2 separate regions of the Gossypium hirsutum genome follow, and region 1 is linked to region 2. A link is a contact called in public Hi-C data. All regions are on one chromosome and are shown on one strand. Each heading gives the region's core, a stretch centred on a gene start, on an enhancer-like site or on the middle of the called end of the contact. The rest is flanking DNA. Distances are from core to core; before and after follow the strand shown.

Evidence for each region. Hi-C and Micro-C count contacts between places; a contact is called where the count stands out from the background.
Region 1: a Hi-C map of leaf shows a contact between it and region 2, with 3 times the contacts expected there. The contact joins the promoter of LOC107910235 here to the promoter of LOC107910582 in region 2. A contact is called at or near these places in 4 of 34 Hi-C or Micro-C datasets (callus, leaf and petal).

Annotation. Positions count from the first base shown.
Region 1 is chrD02:14,589,280-14,596,707 of Gossypium_hirsutum_v2.1, forward strand. LOC107910235 reads left to right here and starts at 4,776. Exons shown (of 8, transcript XM_016838018.2): 1 at 4,776-5,227; 2 at 5,321-5,461; 3 at 5,558-5,785; 4 at 6,488-6,695. The coding sequence starts at 4,908.
Region 2 is chrD02:14,221,885-14,228,795 of Gossypium_hirsutum_v2.1, forward strand. It overlaps LOC107910582 (probable beta-D-xylosidase 7), which reads right to left and starts at 3,824. Exons shown (of 5, transcript XM_016838461.2): 1 at 3,232-3,824; 2 at 2,860-3,159; 3 at 2,498-2,765; 4 at 1,645-2,409; 5 at 470-1,570. The coding sequence starts at 3,723. The coding sequence ends at 1,002. It overlaps LOC107910583 (protein DOWNSTREAM OF FLC), which reads left to right. Exons shown (of 2, transcript XM_016838462.2): 2 at 424-933. The coding sequence ends at 755.

The sequences.
Region 1 (7,428 bases), core at 3,526-6,025, 370 kb after region 2:
TCCCTAAGTTACAGTGGAGCAGATTGAAGACAGTAATCCTATCTCCCTGAAGTTGCAGTGGAGCAGATTAAAATAATAGATCTTATCTCTCTGAAGTTGCAGTAGAGTAGATCGTATCAGGTCTTATCTCCCTGAGGTTGCAGCGGAGCAGACTAAGAAATCAAGTCTTATCCCCCTAAAGTTGCAGTGAGGCAAACTAAGAATAGAAAATCTTACTTCCCTAGCGATATAATGGAACAGTTTGGAGCTACAACAGTGAATCGTAATTCCCCCACATCACAGTTAAGCAAATTAAAAGTTACGAGTCACCAATCCTATCTCCCCGACGTTGCGGTGGAGTGGATCGAGACACCAATTCCTATATCTCTAAAGATGTAGTAGGATGGAATGTGGCTGCTTGAAGAAGAAGAGCACCAAGATCCAGCGTGACCAGGCAAAACTTGGTCATTTCTAAAGTCTTTGCTCCGTTCTTGTTACACGACAGCGAGCAAAGAGAAGCAGCTGTAATACCCAATTTTAGCCCGGGCTCACAAAAAATAATAAACCCAAAATAATAAAACAAAGTCTAAGTCCAGTAATATCATTTGGCCCGATCAGAATGGTTCATTACTTGAAAAGGTTGAAGGTCCATCTACAAGCTTATGGAAACATAACCTTCAAGGATATGCAATCTTAGATATGATATGCAATCTTAGAAGATATGATTTTGTAATCTTAGAGATTTAATTTGTAGATACCCTTTAATTTTAGCCGTTGATGTAATTGATCTGTACCGTTGGATTTGGGAAGGCTCAACTATAAATAGAGGCCTCTCCCTTCATTGTAAAGGACTTAAGTTGGGAGTAATAATAATTATTAAGAGTATTCACTCAAATTTATCTCTCTCTTGCATTCTTATTTTCTTTGGCTTGTTCTTATTTTATTGATTTGTGTATAATTTATTTATTGATTTCTATATTGTTGATTTCAAATCTCTTTGTCCCTTATTATTCATTTTCAAATTCATTATTTTCAAATTTGTTCACATTTTATTTTGCCTTATAATTTTTTTATTTTAAATTCATTGGTCTTTAATTATTGATGCTATTTAATCCTCTATTTGTTATTTTAGTTTTTTTTATTAAATTAATTATTTTAATATTATTAACACTATTATGTGGCATCATTAATCTTGTATCATTATTATTTATTTTTTTATGCCTTTAAATTTAAAATTTTGTTATATATATGCATGTATACATACATACGTTTTATAATATATACATATACGTACACATTTTTTAATTTTTATAAATATATATATACACATACTTTTATATATTTTCTATGTTTCATAATTTTATATACATACTTATATTTTTTTACATATTAAAATATGTATATATATATTTTTTAATAATTCACACACATATATATTTTTCTTATATGTACATATATATTTTTACATTTTATAATTTTTATCTATTTTCTTTGTTATTGTTATTGTTTTACTTGATGTTTATTTATTTATTTATTTATTCACTTGACCATTATTATCATTATTATATTCTTTAAATGCTTCGGTTTTATTTGTTTATTTACTTGATATTGTGTATACATGATTGATTTGTTTTTTTATTTATCTTTTCATTATTATTATTATTTTGTTCTTGATCATGCTATTTATATTTACATTATCACAATTATTACTCCATTATATAATTTTTACCCAAATTCGTATAAACAGAAAATTTTGAAAAATAAAGGTAATACTCGGTATTTGGAATCTTCGAGAGGATTGAGCCCTAACGTATTGGGTTCCAACTCTTTCGTTGAATTTGAATAATCGAGAATGCTCTTTAATCAAAACATAAATAAAAAGCTCATTATCGAGAATTCAATACATTGTGTCTTAACGCATTGGATATGACATGTTGTTTTCTCGAGATGAGGATTTTTTTTCTAAATATAATAAAGGTAATATTCAATGTTTAGAATTTTGAGAAATTGTGCCTTAACGTATTGGGCTGCGATTTCTTCATCTGACTTAAACAATTGAATATCCTTTTAAATTTTATTGCACGAGTTTTTTTGGACAAGCTCGTTTTTGAGGAAGTGAAATATTATGCCCTAACTCATTGGGTGTGACATTTTCTCTTTTCAAAATGAGAGGGTCTTATCGAGTAACTTGTTTTATATAAGTTTTTAAAAAATAAAAAATAAAAGATCGTATTTTAAATCTCTTCAAAGTTTTCAATTTTCGACATTAAGACATTAATTAATTAACTAGGTACCAATTTTTGGGCGTTACGAGGGTGCTAATCCTTCCTCATACGTAACCGACTCCCGAATCCGTTTTTTTGAATTTCGTAGACTAAAATCGTTGTTTTAATAAAGACAAATCGCTTATTAAAAATAACCACTTTTGAGGTGATCCAATCATACCTAAATAAAAAGGATCGGTGGCGACTCCCATTTTCATTTTTTTTTCAAAATCCAAGTCGACCCAGTTTTTCAAAATAAAAATGGTTTTGACATCTAAAATTATTCATTGTCTCTTCTCAACCCTTCAATAAGAGGATAAATGCGCTTCAACGTGCTCGATCTTACGTCCTCCTGCATAGACAACAATGTCAATGCCAACCGAGTTAGGACTCAATCGACATGTATCATTTTTATTCTATATTAGTATGAATCTATATTGATGGATTTTGTTGTATTATTTTTAATTTATTGATAATTTTAAAATATTTTTATATAGATATTTATAAATTAATTTATAATTTATAATTAAATATATTAATATACATGTAAATTTATCTCAATTACATTCATAAAAATATCTTTACATACAAATATAAATTTTAAAATGATTTATTAGGGTAAATAATTTAATTGGATAATTTTTTTTAATATTTTAGTAAGAATTAATTTAACGTATAAAATGTTACACTAATTGATATATATCAGTATACACATGTTGAGGGTTATTATTTGATATATTTCTTTTAATTCTATAACTGCAGTTAAAAATTATCATGTACCTTAATTTTTTTGTATATTTTACTATATATTAAACACTTGTCATCACTTTAATTTAATATTGGAATGAAATACGTGAAAATGGCCCCACACACTTAAATTAGCGGCTGAGATTGCAAGAAAAATAGGAATTCTCTAAAATTTTTAATAATTTTCAATATTTATATTTTATTTTTTAGAATTATTGTTAACACAAATTTTAAAGATAGCAACTAAAATGTGATCATTCGATAACACTAATGACTGTTTTATAACTTTTAAAGGTTAAATGATCGGAATATAATTTTAAACAAAATTTAAGAATAATTAATATAAGTTACCCAAAAATAAGAATTGTTAAAGACAATATTCTAACAGGTAGAAGCCTAGTGATCAATACGGTCGATTTGGTGGTTCCGGTAACCTTGTATTAGATACAATGACGGAATTAAAAAAAATTTCAACAGAATTAAATTATATATTTTTACGATAATAAAAATATAATTTTATTATTTTTAAAAAATAAATTAAATTTTTATAATTTTAAGGGATAAAAAATATAATTTTATTATTATTAATTTAAAATGAAGAAATTTCCGTCAAACTCCAGGGAGCCACTGATTAGATGCCTGGCTGCATACATGCTTTAGTGGGTCGCACTATTATAATAGACCTAAAAGCAGAGGATGCTATCATGTAAATGTAGTTGGGTAAGAGTACAGAAGACAAAAGCTTTGATACCATTTCAACACAGACTTCATTTTAATTTCCTATAAGTCATTTTGCCACTTGTAAATGGAGACTTCTTCAGTGGAACTTTGTTTTATGACGAATGAATTTTGTGGAATTTGATGAGCGGAAAATGTGAGAGCAACTGCAGAATTGTAAGTATTATGAATCGTGTCCGTAAATGAACCGTATTGCACTGCAAATTCTGTCATAATCAATTTCCAACCAAAGAGGCGGCTCCCAAGGCAAAATTAGTAAAACACATTAATAATTGATTTAGACTGTTTTTATATTATTTAAGGGTTTTGAAAATCACAAGTTAAATGATAAAAAGCGCGTCTTCCGAAAACCACATTTTCTACCCTCCATCCCATGTTCGAATTTTCTCCTATATTTATCTATCATGTTTCTAATGAATAATTCAAGCATTTTTTTTAATTTTTTTAATTAATAAATATGTTGTTTTTAAATTTTTAATTAGTATATATTTTTTTATTTTAATTAACAATTTATTTATTTATATAAATAAGATGATCATTATGTTAAATATATTTTATTTTTAAAAACATCAACTAGTTTTTTGATATATTTTTATTTATATATAATTTTTATATGTCAAATATTTATTTTTTCACATATATCGTGACTATTGTAAATTCCAATATTATAAAAATAATTATTTCAAAAAAAAATAAACATTTTTCATAAAATATTATATATTAAAAAATATATCAAAAAAATTAATTGATGTTTTTAAAAAATAAAATATATTTGACATAATAATATATAGAAAAATTAGTTGATGTATTTTAAAAAATAAATATATTTAATATAATCATATATAAAAAATATTTTATTATATAATTACATATTTATTAATTAAAAGCATTAATTATAAATTAAAAAAAACTTCAAGCAACGTTCATTAAAAAAAAACAAACAAATAAGAGAGGGGATTCGAATCTGAAACCCAAGGGTAGAAAATGAAATATTTTTAAAAAATATTCTATAAAGCTTATTTTCCCAAATAATATAAAAAACGGCTAAATTGGTAATTGTTTCTAAAAATTTTCCTTGTTCACTAATTTTGCCCGGCTCCAAATTATTTTTTATCAGTCCTAGTTTTTCCTCTAGCTTTTCCAGGAAGCTTCGTTATCTCCGCCCCCCACAACATCAGCATGTCACCGTCTGCTGACGGAACCGTCAAATGCGCCTGCCGATGCTCCTCTTCGTCCCTCGAGAATGGCGGTTTCAACGATGACTCCGCCGATTATGGTCGTTTAAGTTCGGTTGACGGGACTTGCTCGCATTGCGCCGGATCAAAACCTTCGTCAAATTCTTCCTCTGCGCTTGCTTTTGGTACGGTTCCGTTAACGCAGTCGGAGAAGTTGCAGAGATTCCTCGTCGCCTCAGCTAAAGGATTCTCGATCGGGGCTGGCCTTAGAGGTGGATTAGCTCTCTTCTCGATTATAGCACGGTTACGGCGCAAAAAATCAAGGTAACTAATTGTTATACAAATAAATTTGATGATTTCATGTTAATTTGCTTTATTTATAGTTATATACTACTAAGGCAAGAATTATGATTGTAGGAAAGTTGAGTCGTTTTCTGATAAAGAAGCGATTGTTGTGGGGATCAAAGAGACTATTAGATACGGTCTTTTCCTTGGTACTTTTTCGGGTACATTTGTTTCTGTAGATGAAATTATTGTTGCTCTCGGGGGACATCACAGGCAATGATCTTCTTAACCTTAATTTTCCTGATTCAAACAAAGGAACTTATTATTAACTTGCGTTTGATTTATTTGAATTGTTGAATTTCTATTCAGGACTGCAAAGTGGAGGGCGTTAATAGCGGGACTTGTTGCAGGTCCTTCCATGCTTCTTACTGGACCTAATAAACAACATACGAGTTTGGCCATATACATACTCATGCGAGCTGCCGTATTGGCGTCACGCTGCGGAATGAAGAGTAAACGATTTGGGAAGCTTTGTAAACCTCTTACATGGAAGCATGGTGACATATTCCTTATGTGTCTCTCTTCTTCGCAAATTTTGTAGGTTCCTTTTGTTAAGTTGTCTTGGTTGTTGGCTTTGTTTTTTGCTATTAATTAAACTTTATTGCAATTCTTCTTAATGAATCTCGGTCATTATTGAATTTACCACATGGACTAAATGACCAAGTCTACTGGGATTCCCATCTCCTGGATTAAGTTACCAATCTCTAAACTATCCTGTCTGGAAAATTTAAGAGAAAACAAAGTGTTGTAGTCTATAATTTTGGAGGCATTCTGAAAATTATCTGACTATATTAGAATTGATTCATGACTGGAAAGTCTGATCAGCATGCCTAGGGACTTTGTTGTTCATTTTTCTGCGTCTTTTTTATCATTCCACCTGTTAAAGTTGGCAATCAAAATTGAAAATGTTCGTCTTTTCATCTCCAATTTTTAAAGTTCATTGAATCTTAGGCTTCATAGCATGAACTCAGATACTTATCTCTAAAAAAGATGGTCAGAGCCCAAATATGTGAAAAGAAAGTGGGAAAATGTTTGCTTGAATGAAGGTAAGTGCTAATTAAATGTTTTTGGGCATCATTTGAAAAGGAACTGTTTGGCTTTACAAGTTGTACAAGTAATAGCATCCAAAAACACTATCTCAGGAAATTTTTTTCTGTAATTTTCCTAAGAAGATGATGACTGTACATTTATTATTTTTCTCGAGTGTAATCTTTTAAGTGGAAGCATTTATGTTTTCAGGTCCTCTTACCTTTTGAAGCCAGAGAGTTTTCCCCCTTCGTATAGGTCATTTCTCAATAAACATGTTGGAAAGGATCAGGTCATCCTGCAAGGCGTTAAAGAGCATGCAAGTGGCCTTCCATACACTAATTTGGAAGCAATAGAGAAATTTTATAAGGCAAAAGGAGCAGACGTTAAATTAGATCCAAATATGAAAATCCCATGTTCGGTATGATCCTTCTTTCTCCATTTCTGTTGTTCTGCTGAGTAGCAATAATGTCTATACTTTGTTCATAGTGTACAGCACTCTACCAATAGGCTATATGGTTATTGGCAGTATGCATTCTTGTTTAATTGCATTTCTTTCTTCCTTTGGAACAAAAACAATAATAACAAATCATTTTCCCTCTACATAGCATCCATGTTATTAACAAGGCTTCGCTGTTGTGCTTTAATTATTTAGGACCATATCTTGAGTAAGATCATTAAAGGCTAGTGCTTCAATTTCCATCCCTGACAGTTTGTCTTTATGAACATCAAGTTAGATGCCTGTTAAAAAGAATAATTTGCAAGAATTGAAGAAAGCTAAGTATTAAGGTTTAGGTTCAGAAAAGTAATGTGAAGTGACATTCAGCTTTTCGTTTCTTTGTTCCTTTTATATCTCATAAAGCTCATTTTTTGGCCAAAAACTCTCATTCATGCTGCTTTATTAGCAATTACGAAAAGGAAGTACGAAATTGGAATTAGGGGAGAGTATGAAAATATTTGAAAACATAAGCAATAGAACATGAATGTGCAAATTTGCATTTTTTTTTTGCTCCTTGACTTTAGTTGGTCTGTTTTTCCGCCTGACACTGCCTTCCAACTTCTACGAATTTGAGAACCTGATCATTTATTATTGTTGTTTGAAATATGTGTTGACTCATAAATGTAAAAGCACATAGTTAATGCATTTTTGACAG
Region 2 (6,911 bases), core at 2,574-5,073:
TTTGTGTATTATGTTGGTGACATTGTTAGATCTGGTGTTTAAGGTTTTAAAGTGGTAGATCTGTGAAGTAGTTTGTAGGTTTTGATGTTACATTGAGTTAAAGTGAATGATAGGGTGTCTAAACATAAAATAATGGGAACAACCATGACATGTTGAACTGGAGGTCAAAATCAGTAGGCGGTTCAAAGATGCAAATTTTAATAGAAATGGGGAAACTTTAAGGTTTAAGATGATAATTTTGCTCATAGATTTATAAACCCAAAAATGTTGGTTCTTGGACATGGAACAGGATGTTGTGTATTGTTTAATGGCTGTCTTGCCTGGATCTTTCGTTCCCCTTGTCTGATCTATGTGATGTTTAATATCGGTACTTTGTCGTATTTGGTTCTGAATCTTGGTATACTGATATCATGTGCTTTGTAGATGCCATGGTTAGGTTGGTATGCTCCGACAGGAAGAGCGGCCAAGTTGTCTTCAAAAAGGAGGGATACACCGACAAAACCGGAAAATACCAGATTCGTGTATCCGAGGATCACTTGGATCAGATCTGTGATGCAGTTCTTGTGAAGAGCTCCCAGCTTGGTTGTGCCACAATGTCCCCCGGTCGTGAACGTGCCCGTGTTATCTTGACCAACTTCAATGGCATTTCATCCACCACCCGTTATGCCAATGCCATGGGCTTCATGGTTGACGAGCCTGAAGCAGGCTGTGCTGAGATGATGAAGATGTATCAGGAGGATGAGGAGGATGTCTAGTGTGTTGGTTTGGATTTATTTGCATATGAAATATGATGTTGTCTGCTATTTGTTATGTGAATTGCTCCGTTATTTCTACGTTTAGAGGACTTCTATAACTTATTTTTCTTACAAATTCTATTACCAATTATATAAACCTAAGCTATGGCTTCTATCTCGGAAGTATTTTTTTGGGTAATTGATGTTGTTTCAACTTGATGAAACTGCTGTTTATTTAGCAATAAGGTACATTAGCTATGAGTTGTATTATTTAACAACTTGAATCTCTGATTCTTTGTCTCCAATGCTCAATAAATAAGACCCTTCTTCAATCACCATCGAACCATCTTTCTTGGCTGAGCTAAGATGCTCACATGGCCTCAACTCAAATTCAACATCAGCTCTTTCCCCTGCGTTCAGGTTAACACTCTGGAATGCAACTAATTGTCTCACTGGCCTCCCATTGACCATCTTTGGTTGCCTCACAAATAGCAACATTGGATGCTTACCGGCCATCGCACCATGGTTTTTAACTCGAACCTTGACTGTGTACTTCATTTTTTCACAAACTTCGTCTCCCATCTCTGAAACAGGCAAGTACCTGTGAGGATTTGAGCTCTCAACCATTATATGGACCCTGTTTTGTGTTACAGGGAGAATTTCATAAGTGTAGTTCGAGTAGCTAAGACCATAACCAAATTCAAAAACCTTCGGTCCTTGGTAGAATCTGTAGGTGCGTCCGGGATAGCTGGATGAAGGTTCAGGTCGCATTCTCATGTCCGTCATCGGCACGTTAACATAACTTTGTGGATACCAAGTAACTGGTAACCTCCCTCCTGTATACAAATTTGAAGCTTACAAACTTAAGTATGCCTTTTGTTTATCATGCAAAGAAAAGAAATGAACTCACCAGGGTTGTGATCACCAAATATAATTTCTGCTAATGCACGACCTCCGGCTTCACCTGGATAACCGGCCCATAGAATGCTTCCGATGTGTTGATCATTTTTAGCGAATGATATGTCAACCGGACCTCCTGATAGAAGCACCAAAATGACTGGATTCTTGGCAACTCTTGCGATTCTAGAAATCAGGTTTTGTTGCTTTGGTGGAAGAAGCAAGTCTACACGATCATGATCTTCACTCTCTTGTGTTTGATCTAATCCCATTACTAACACAACATGATCTGCTCCTTTTGCTATCTTCACTGATTGAGCAATGAAGGCAGAAGAACAATTAACTGCATTACAACCTTGGTGAAACCTGGTGTCTTTAACATAACTTTGCAGCCCTTGCAATGGTGTAACAGGTTTGCAAGGAGGGCCTGCATAGTTTCCGACAAGTGTTTTTGCAGAATTCGCATTAGGCCCTATCACTGCAAGGGAAGTAGTTTTGGTTTTCGAAAGCGGAAGGAGTTTATCCGTGTTCTTCAGAAGGACAATGCCATTTCGAGCAGCCTCAAGGGCAAGATTCCGATGCTCTTGAGAACAGACCTTATCTGAACCAATGGTTCCATAAGGCTGTTTAACTGGATTGCCGTCGAAAAGCCCCAGCCTTATTCTGACTGAGAAAAGGTTATGAAGGGCTCTGTCTATTTTAGATACAGGTAATTTTCTCTTTTCAACAGCTGATTTGGTGTATTTCTTCAAATAGGTACCACAGTTGACATCCATTCCTGTAAAATTCGTTGATCAAAGGTTCATAACGATGATATTAACGTCCATCAATACAGCCTAGCTTTAGATATTAAAAAAAACTAATACCAGCTTTAAGAACATCAGCTACAGCATCCTCTGGTAGTTTAGCATATCCTTGATCTTCATGAATGATGGCGACAGCATCACAGTCAGAGGTGATGTATCCATTGAAACCCCATTGGCCTCGGGCTGTTTTCGACAACAGATTGTAATCAGCACAGTTAGGGACTCCATTAACACGATTGTAAGCACACATTATCCCACTAGCTTTCCCTTGCTGTATGCAGCTCTGGAATGGAGGCTGATATGTATCTGCCAGATCCTGTAAACTGACCTGAAATACACAAAAAAATGGAGTTTTCCAAATTCAAAGCCAATCAAACAAACAAATTATGTTACAAATTTTGACGTGTACAATTTACACATACTTTTGCATTGAAGACATATCGTTTCACTCCTTTCCAGTTATCCAAATCATAAGCAGTAAAATGCTTACAACAAGCTGAAGCTTGAAGATGTTGGCCAAGTTTCCCACCTTCAAAAGAGTCCCCTTGTATCCCTCTCACAAATGAAACTGCATATTTCCCAGAAACCAATGGATCCTCACCAGGCGTCTCTTGCCCTCTTCCCCACCTTGGATCCCTATATATATTAATGTTGGGTGCCCAAAATGTCATGCCCATTGCTTGTCCAGCGTTGTAAATAGCTCTAGCTTCTATTCCAACTGCCTGAAAACAATCATAAATTGAAAATATGAATCATAAAAAAAGATGAAAAAAAAGGGGTCCTTGAGGACTTGCCTGAGCAATGCGATACCAAAGGTGAGCATCAAAGGAAGCAGCGGTGAGAATGACTTGAGGGAAACTGGTGGCTGACTGGATTGTTCCATTGAAACGAATACCTTGCGTGACCCTCAACGAATAGGCAACACCATGCAGCGCTTCGGACCACCATTGATAGGCAGGGATGCCAAGTCTTGGAATGGAGGAGGCTGAGTTAACGAGTTGGGATATCTTCTCGTCTAATGTGAGCCTGGAAACCAGATCCTGGACACGTTGGGTGATGGGGAGTGTAGTTTTGCAAAAAGGGTAGGATTTGGTTCGTGGGTCGGATATGTCGCAGGAGAACGGAGGCTGAGTCGACTCAGCTAAGATGAGCAGCAATGAAGTAAGGTGAATGAGATAAAGGACGGATAGAGTTGGGAGTTTCATGTTGGTAAAGGTGACTGAATTGTTAGAGCAGAACTGGAACGAGCGAATAGACAAGGAAGTGGTGTGAGAGCTTTGCTGCATCTCTTGTCTAATGAGTTATGGGACCACTGTTACACTGAATGGGCTTTTGGGACCTTATTCTGTTACAAGATAATATCACGAGTTATTTTTTTAATTAAGATTTTCGTTTATTATGAATTAATACTTGAACCTAAAATTTCTTTTAGACGTAATTGATATCAAAATTTGGAAACATATTAATTTATTATTTTCTTTTAGGTATTTGACTATCATCATCATCAAAATACGTGGACATAACATTGATATCTAATAATACATGACAACCTTTCATTTTGACACATGATAAAAATAAAAATAAAAAATTATTTAAAAATTTTATCACATGTCATCATGCTATTGACTATTAATGTCATATCAATCTTTTTAACAGTGTTTTTAACAGTGTTAGTCAGATACCTAAAAAAAGTATCAAATTGATTTACAATTTTCAAATTTAGGTATCAATTAGGTAAAAAAAACAATTAACGTACCAAGTAAGTACAAGTTGCCAAATTTAAATAGTTTCGTATATATTAATCCTTTTATTACTATTTTTTTTAAAGATTTGTTACTAATTTTTTCAATACCGTCTATATATATATTGTATTTGTGGGTTAAAACACTAGCAAAAACTTATCAACTCTAAAATTATAATTACAAATAGTGAAATGCCCTTAATAATTTTTAATAAATTATTATATCATATTTTTATTAAAATCAAATAATGGTTTATTATTACTATTCTCATTAATATTAAAGTCATTATTAAAGTTCATCAATTAATTATTAAAATAAAATATATTATCTGAATTTTTTATTAAATTGAATATCAATTAATATTTTTATTTTTGTTTTGAATATTTTATTATTATAAAAGTGAATGTTCATTAGAATAAAAAGTTTGATATACATTAAAACTCTAAAGTTCATTAGGAGTAGAACTATATGTAATTTATACTTCTTATGTCTATAAATATAGACTTGGAGAAGTATTGCTCTCCTATTTTATTGATAAATAAAATAAGTAACTACGTTTGCTCTCCTATTTCTCTTATTTTTATTCTCTCTATTTTTTTATTTCATAACAATTTTGAAGTTGTTATAAAATAAAGGGAGACGGAGAGAATAAAGAACAAAAAAAATATGAAAGCAATAAATAATGTACTTTATTGATCAAAGGAAGGATTACAATACTTCATCAGAATATCTATTTATAGGCATAAGAAGTATAAAAGAAGTAGAGATCTAATTCTAATAACTATTAGAATTTAAAGTACATTAAAACTTTATCTTAATCATGATGGACATCCACTTAATAAGATATTCATATCACTCCCCATTGGATGTCCATTTATAGATAATGTACCTCGTTAAAACCTTATTAGGAAAACTTTGTGGGATAAAAACCTAATAAGGAAAAAGAGTACACAATCTATAATATGCATAATATGTTGCATTATTAAAAACCTTACCAGGAAAACCCAATGGGACAAAACCTCGATTAAGGGAAAAAGAGTGCAACTCATATTTACTTCCCCTCATGAAAGCATCACATATTTTGTTATATTCTACGTATTCAATCTTGAATACTAGTTTTTCAAATGTCTATTTGAATGTATTTGCTAAGCATTTATATTACCATTCTTTTAAAAGTCATGAGTGAGAGAAATTTGGGGAAATATATTTTGATCTCTTCAAGAGATTCAACAATAATCATAACAAACTTTAATCATGATTCTTTTATAAAAACACAAATAGGTATTTTGGATCATTTTATAATCCTCCTTCAACTACTATTCACTAAGTCAAATTTGCCACATATGTTCAAATTATTTCAATTTATATAAATGAACAATTTATTGAGAATTTCAATATGCTTCTAGCATCCTAAATTCTTCAAGGATTTTAATATAAACTTTACTATATAGTGATTCATAAAAGGTTATAACAATAACCATTAGACGCAAGTTAAATCTTTTATGAATTGTCAATTTAATAATATATCTAAAGGTTATTACTTCCACCACAAAAGAATATTATATCTTTTCATAATCAATTTTTATTCTGCTTTTGCAAAACTATTTCAATTGCACCCTCATTGGCTTTATACCTTTCAATATTTGGACTACTGGTCCAAAAACTCCACGAATTTAATTGTACTTGAGTTGCGTCTTTTTATTTCGATCAATTTATTCCATATCTATATTTCTCAATAGATTAATTCAAGATCTTCCTTTTATTTCATTATTTCAATAATAATATTGCATACAAAATAATTGTCGATCATATTTATTATTCGGTTCCACATTTTCTCGAATTGACGTAACTTATTGAAATCTCTTATTTTTATCATTTTAAAGTTTAGTTTCAAGTACCTGAATCTCTTTTGAAGTTTTACTTATTAGTTATGTCTCGGGTCTCTTCTAGAGCATCCGCCTCCACTATATGACCATCTAAAAGAATTTTCATCTTTGGAACCGATTAATCTATTATTTATTCTAACTGATTGTCCTACTGGAACTTTGATTCAAATTAAAATATTAGATGATATATAACACTTGGTTATTCTCATTAACTTTGTAAATACATCTAATAGTTAACTTGTAATGAGTTATCCTTATTGAACTTCTGGTTCAAATTACTCTCCCTCTAACTCATTACAAGTTATTATTTTTCTCCCCTAATGTCGAGAAAACTATCGAATCAAAATTGTAATCACAAATCATGTCATAATTGAATCTCAAATACATTTAAAACATTATTAATATAAAGAAACTTGTAATTAATATATATTCCCAACTTTCTTTGAGGATTCACTCATCTTTGTGCGTTGTCGTGGAGCAATTGGAACATATACGCACATACAAAAATTCAAAGATAAGAAATGTTTAGGTCTTGATCAAAAACCAATTGTAATGGGGAGTATTTATAACTTATTGGCTTGATGCGTACAACACGTAAATCAACATAATCTCATGTTGAAATAGGAAGTTTAATTCTCATAAGTAATGGTTTAGACATTAATAAGAGGTGCTCAATCAATAATTTCTCTAAACCATTATGCGCAAACTTTTACAAAAGATTTTCAAACTCAATCAATAAAAGATTGAGATATAAACTCATCAGTATTAGCAAGATGAATTGTCTTAATTGCATGATTTGAAATTAATTATTCAAACAAGCAATCTTGCAAATGATAGGTTGCAAAT